Linked DNA regions of Anas platyrhynchos: region 2 is linked to region 1. A link is a contact called in public Hi-C data. All regions are on one chromosome and are shown on one strand. The core of a region is the stretch at or near the end of the contact, and the rest is flanking DNA. Distances in the headings are between cores, read along the strand shown.

Region 1 (2,762 bases), core at 28-2,527:
CAGTTAAACACATTCAATTGAATTGTTGCTGATTTTTGGCTGATAATATCATCAGGGAGTTTGATGAATAATGCCATATAGTAATCCCTGTGTTATCAGTTTACACTGTGAAGTTTGCCCCAGTGTCCAAGGCAGACATTGAGGACATGTTTCATTAAGGAGATGTCTTAAAGCATGGACATGATTTTTCATTGCAGAAGCTATGCATCTTATATAGTCGGTTCTAATAAAAAGAGGTACCACTGTTTGTAATCATGCTGTCTGTCTTTTTTGTTAATTTATTCAACTGGATTTTCCACATGGAAGTAGGCAGCATTCTCTAGCAGTGCACAAATCTGCATTTTCATGTGAAAATGTATCCTGGTTTATGTAACTTCAACATCTCTTATGAGGATATGTCAGCATGGAGCTTTGGTGGTGGTCTTGTCTTTTGACTCCTCCCTGGTCTGTTTAGACAGTGAAAATGTGCAGGAAACTTGTTTAAATACGTCTACTCTACATCTTTTATATACAGAAATTGAAGGTGTCTAATCCAAAGCATGGTGCAGGAGTTGATCAGAAAATAGATGGAACATGGATGTGTTACCAAGGATGTGATTTGTTCTCTTTGCTGTACAGATAGAAAAATCTCAACCAAAATATCACGGTTGCTGTTTTGAGATGCAGCTGTGCCAAGCCCCTGAGGTATGAGATGGATCAGGAGTTTTCTCACCTTTCCTTTTCAACTGGTACCACAGCTTTGCCCCACTAATACACAATGAGCAAATTTCACAACAGAAAACTTATCAGGGGAGCGGTGTCCCCTCAGAATTTAAATGTCAGGTAGTATACAATATCCCTGCAAGGTTATGTAGGTCTCTTTTACACAAATATGTAATGTATACAAATGTACAAATGGTTTGGGAAATTTAACTGTGGAAATAGGTATTTTTAGATGATTAGGAAATTGTCTGGAATGTATTGTCACTTCAGGGGTATCCTGTGTAGTTGTAGTAGGGAACTCGAGGAAAATATACTGGGAAGGGAAACAAAATAAAAAAATAATAAAAAATAATAATAAAAAACCACACACTTTTCTTGAAGAGGGCAAGGACATTGACTGTAAGCTGTAGTTTCTCAAGGGCTTATCTTCTGCACAGATGACTGCAGCCTGAGCCACACTTTGATCAACAATGCTCAGAGTACAGTCAAATCTTTATTTCTCCGTACTTAGCACAGGGTTTGCACTGAACTCGGTACAAGCAAGCACGAAGCTACCTCAGGCAGCCGCCCCCTAAGTGATTTCGCTCTTTTCGCCCGCCCCCGGCCGGCGGCAGCAAATGGCGGCCGCGGGGCCCCTCCCGGCGGGGCGGGCCGGGCGCTGAGGGCGCTGGAGGCGGAGCCGCACAAGATGGCGGCCGGGCGGCTGCCTCCCGGGGCGCTCACCCTTAAACAGGTGCGGGCGGGCGGCGCGGGCAAAACGGCAGCGCCTGAGGGGGAATTTCTCTCCTCACCCGGGGCTGGGTGGCGGGGCACGCAGCAGGGAACCAGCGCTTGGCGTGTTATGGAGGGAGGTGCGGGGCGTTGCGGTTATTTCCCCGGGCAGGACGGAGCCGCTGGCAGCTCGGCTCCTGGTGGCGGGGCCGGGGCCGTGGCGGCGGGCTGACGGCTCCGTGTTGCAGTTCCTGAGGCGGCAGCAGGTCCTGCAGCTCTACAGGAGGATCCTCAGGGCCCTGCGGGACGTCCCCGCCGAGGCAGATCGCCGCTACCTGCAGGAGTGGGCCAGGGAGGAGTTCAGAAGAAATAAGGATGCTACGGAAGAGGTGAGGAGGGGAAATAAATGGGCGATCCCAAAAACACTGCCTGTGGAGCGATGCGTGCTGTGCTTGGCCACCTGGTTTTGTTCTGGGAGTGTCACAGCAAGGCTTGTAAGGAGTCAGCTGTGACTAATTTCTCTTAAGGGGTATTTGTGTGGAGAAATACTTCAGCATCTCTGAATATCATCCCTTCTGTTTCTTCACGGGGGTAATAGTGCTCTGACTTCCAGGTAACGTTCTGGGATTAAGAAGGTAAAAGCCAAACAAGTCCTGCTTGCCTAAAACAGAAAAATTGCATTGAATAGCATGATAACTAATCTTACTTCATTATCGCTCAGGCTTTTTTAGAGCTTATTTTTTTAATCTTTAGTTTCATCTATATTTCAGCCAAAGAAAATGAAATTGTATTTCTGTACATATGAGCCTGAATTGCAGAAACCTTCCTATTTCTCCTGTCTTTTGCCCTTTGCTTTCTAGTTTGTTTCTTTTTCTAACCACTGCTCAGGGAACTGGTGGGTGAATTATGCAGACAAAGCATAACAATACTTAGAAAATAATGTTGATGGAAATATCTCCTTGTTCTGTTAAACATCTGTCTTCGTAACACCAATACGCAGTTGTCACTATGTACCTGTAAAGGCAGTAGACACAGGCATAAAAAAAAAATACTACCAGGAGTTTGAATCCAGTCCAAATCTGAGTTTTAAAGCAAAGATGTAACCAGCCCCCAAACACGTTGTTAAGGAATTGGATAAAATTAATTACTTGGTGTTTTTTTTAACCGTGGCAGTAACTATAGTGCTACTTTACATGCTAGAAATAGATCACAACAGTGCTGGTAAGAAGCTATGTATACTTCAGTGTGTTAAAATATGTGCAGTTGTGTAAAACCTGTGTGCATGTGTTTGTTCAGTAGCCTCAGTTTTGTTTTACAGGACGCAATTAGGATGATGATCACTCAAGGCA
Region 2 (2,833 bases), core at 161-2,660, 290 kb after region 1:
CCAACTCTTGACACCGCACAGGTCTACCCAAAAGTTCAGACCAATGGTCTTTCAGTGCAGCGAGGCTGTTTCAATTCTGACAAGAATTATAAGATTAATATATAGTTATATATATTAATAACAAATTCAGAAACTTGTAACATAGCATGAGAACATAGTGACTGCTACACAAACTAATTCACTGATACCTCAATTACTCGATTTAACTCAAGGGAGAGTTTGTAAATTATCCTCAATGAGAGGATATTGTAGGGAAGAAACTCTATCTAATCAAATCTAGAGTACTAAAATGCAGCAGGAAACATGTATGAAGCACTGAAATGTATTTAATGGAAAATAAGTTATGCTTCACTGAAACCACCTTAAATGGCTTTTTGTTTGTTTGTTTGAGGATGTAAGCAGACTGCTTTATGGCCACGGGGAGGTTTTGCTGGTGTTTGTGCAGAAACATAGCTCTTGTTATGTGCACATAGTCACAGGCGTGATCTTTCTGGCCGTGCCTGAAGGCCTGGTGCAGCGGCACCTCCCGTTTCCCCGATGCTCCATTTGCGTGCAGCTCAGGACATTTCCTGGCCTGGTGCATCCTGCTTTGGCAACCCTCATTTCCCTTTTCTTTCCAACAACATGCCCGGCCTCCCCTGAAGCCCACGCAAGCCTTTCTGCACACACGACAGCCTTTGCTGGCGCTCCAGCTTGTGTTGCACGAGCCGTGCCCACACATTGCCAGGAGAGCCGCTGCAGGCTGTTCCTCCCCGTCCCCACAGCCCTGCTGGAGGAGCTGGGGACAGTTTATCACATCCCCTTTGTGGGGCTGATCCTGGCCATGTCGGTGATCTTGTCTTGGCCATGTCTCTTTCGTGGACCAAGCAGCCCTGGGCTGGCCACTGGGCGCAACACATCCCCCACTCTCCACAGGGAACCTCCAGCCCCAGTGTGCCTTTTTATTATTATTTTTGGAGCTAAGGGAGGCCGGTATGTCTATTTATCACCATTTTCAGAGTTAGGGGTGACCACTATGTCTTTTATTATTATTTCTGGAACTAAGCGAGACTGGTATGTCTATTTATTATCATTTTCAGAGTGAAGGGTGACCAGTATGTCTTTTATTATTATTTTTGAAGTGGAGACTGATATGCCTTTTTATTACTATTATTTTTGAAGCTAAGGGAGACTGATGTGTATTTTACTATTATTTTTGGAGTTAAGGGGGAGTGATATGTCATTTTATTGTTATTTTTGGGGTTAAGGCGGACTGATACATCTCTTTATTATCCCGTGTGGGGTGAAAGCTGACCGAGGCGTGCTTTTATTACAACTTTAGCGGGCAGACCAGCCCTGAGGGATCCCTGCGGGGCCCTCGGGACCGGCTCCCCCCTCTCCCCTCACGGCCACCCCCGGAAGCGGAAGCGGCGCCGGGGCCGAGGCGGGGCCGGCTCTGAATGAAGGCGCCGCGGGCCCGGGGCCGGGGGCGCCGCTGAGCGCCGCGGGCCCGCACCCGGCACCCGGCACCCACCGCCCCCTAACCCCGACCCCATCCCCGTCCCCGACCCCCTGCCCCCGCCATGTCCTACAACAAGATCCCGCCGCGCTGGCTCCACTGCCCCAGGAGGGGGCAGCCCGTGGCAGGTGAGCGCCCGGCCCGGCCCTTTTGGGACCCCCCCCCCCCCGGCCCCTCGGCCTCGCCACAGGGCCCGGACCCCTCGGGGAGGCCGTGGGGAGGGGGTGGCAGCGACCTCACAGCTCGGCCCTGCCGCCCCAGCACCTGCCCTTCTTGTTGCCGCTGACAGCTGCTTGTAGGCTTATCCCAAACCCAGTCGGACCCCCCAGTAGGCTCAGTCTCGCCAGGAACATGCTTTATTTGGGATTTATGAGCGTTTTAGTGCCTCATCTAGTGTCACTGGTTTCCCTCAAGTTCTTCGTATTTCTCCAAGCTCGGCTTTATTAAATAACACTGTTATCTTCTTATCTCCCTTATCTCCCCCTTTTTTTTCCTCTGATCGCTGTATTGCCTTCTATCTAGTAATAATTATGGTACTGTGAGTTGTCAACCTTTGACCGTGACAAAAATAGACTAACGAATCTTTACTCCCTTTCTTCTCAGCAAGCTCTTGATCTCTAGGAGTTGTCGGTTTTGTTTGTTTCTTAAGCCGTGGCTGCTCCAAAAATTTGGCATCCATTAAGCCAGAACGTGGTCCATCAGCATGGCATCTGCTGTGCAGTGACTGCCTGTGTCTTTGCTCATTCAGTAGCTGCGAGGTAACTTTCCTGCTCACTGTGGTCGTACACAAAGAATTACTGCACACACACACATAAAAAGTTCATTTCTTTGGCTTCTTTATCACAATACATTCTTATATTAGTTCACTTAATTTTTAGTGTGTTTTTTGTGTGTGTGCAACTTAATCAAAAGTCATAGTATACCATCAGTCTTCTCTGCTCTTCTGTTACTGCACATTCAAACACATCTTACTATTTTAGTGGTGCATAAGCAACAAGAATGAATTTTAAAATTGTCTGCCAGATGTTTTATATTCCAGTTTTAATCAGCATTTCAAACAAATCTGTACGCATCTGTGCATGGCTTCCAATTAGACGGTATAATAGTCGTGATGTTGCTCAGCAAGGTTTGTCTGGCTTCTGAGGACCTGATATTCATCAAGTGTTTGATCATTCCCCTCTTGTCTTATGACTGTGGCATCTATAATTTTTAGGTGATCTCTATTACAAGAGCTAGTGAGGTCTGGAGCTCTTCTGCTGGCCAAGATGGGGTTCATGTAGGTTCCTTCTGAATGAAGCGAGTGGGTCTATGCCTCCCTCTGTTGTCCAGTTTACT

Evidence for each region. Hi-C and Micro-C count contacts between places; a contact is called where the count stands out from the background.
Region 2: a contact with region 1 is called in a Hi-C map of subcutaneous adipose tissue, with 2.1 times the contacts expected there. The contact joins the promoter of RNGTT here to the promoter of LYRM2 in region 1. A contact is called at or near these places in 2 of 8 Hi-C or Micro-C datasets (skeletal muscle and subcutaneous adipose tissue).

The regions. Positions count from the first base shown.
Region 1 is chr3:82,414,204-82,416,965 of IASCAAS_PekinDuck_T2T, forward strand. LYRM2 (LYR motif containing 2) reads left to right here and starts at 1,278. Exons shown (of 3, transcript XM_027454895.3): 1 at 1,278-1,435; 2 at 1,662-1,802; 3 at 2,732-2,762. The coding sequence starts at 1,391. MDN1 (midasin AAA ATPase 1) reads left to right here. Exons shown (of 102, transcript XM_038176089.2): 102 at 1-252.
Region 2 is chr3:82,707,727-82,710,559 of IASCAAS_PekinDuck_T2T, forward strand. RNGTT (RNA guanylyltransferase and 5'-phosphatase) reads left to right here and starts at 1,411. Exons shown (of 16, transcript XM_027454920.3): 1 at 1,411-1,626. The coding sequence starts at 1,563.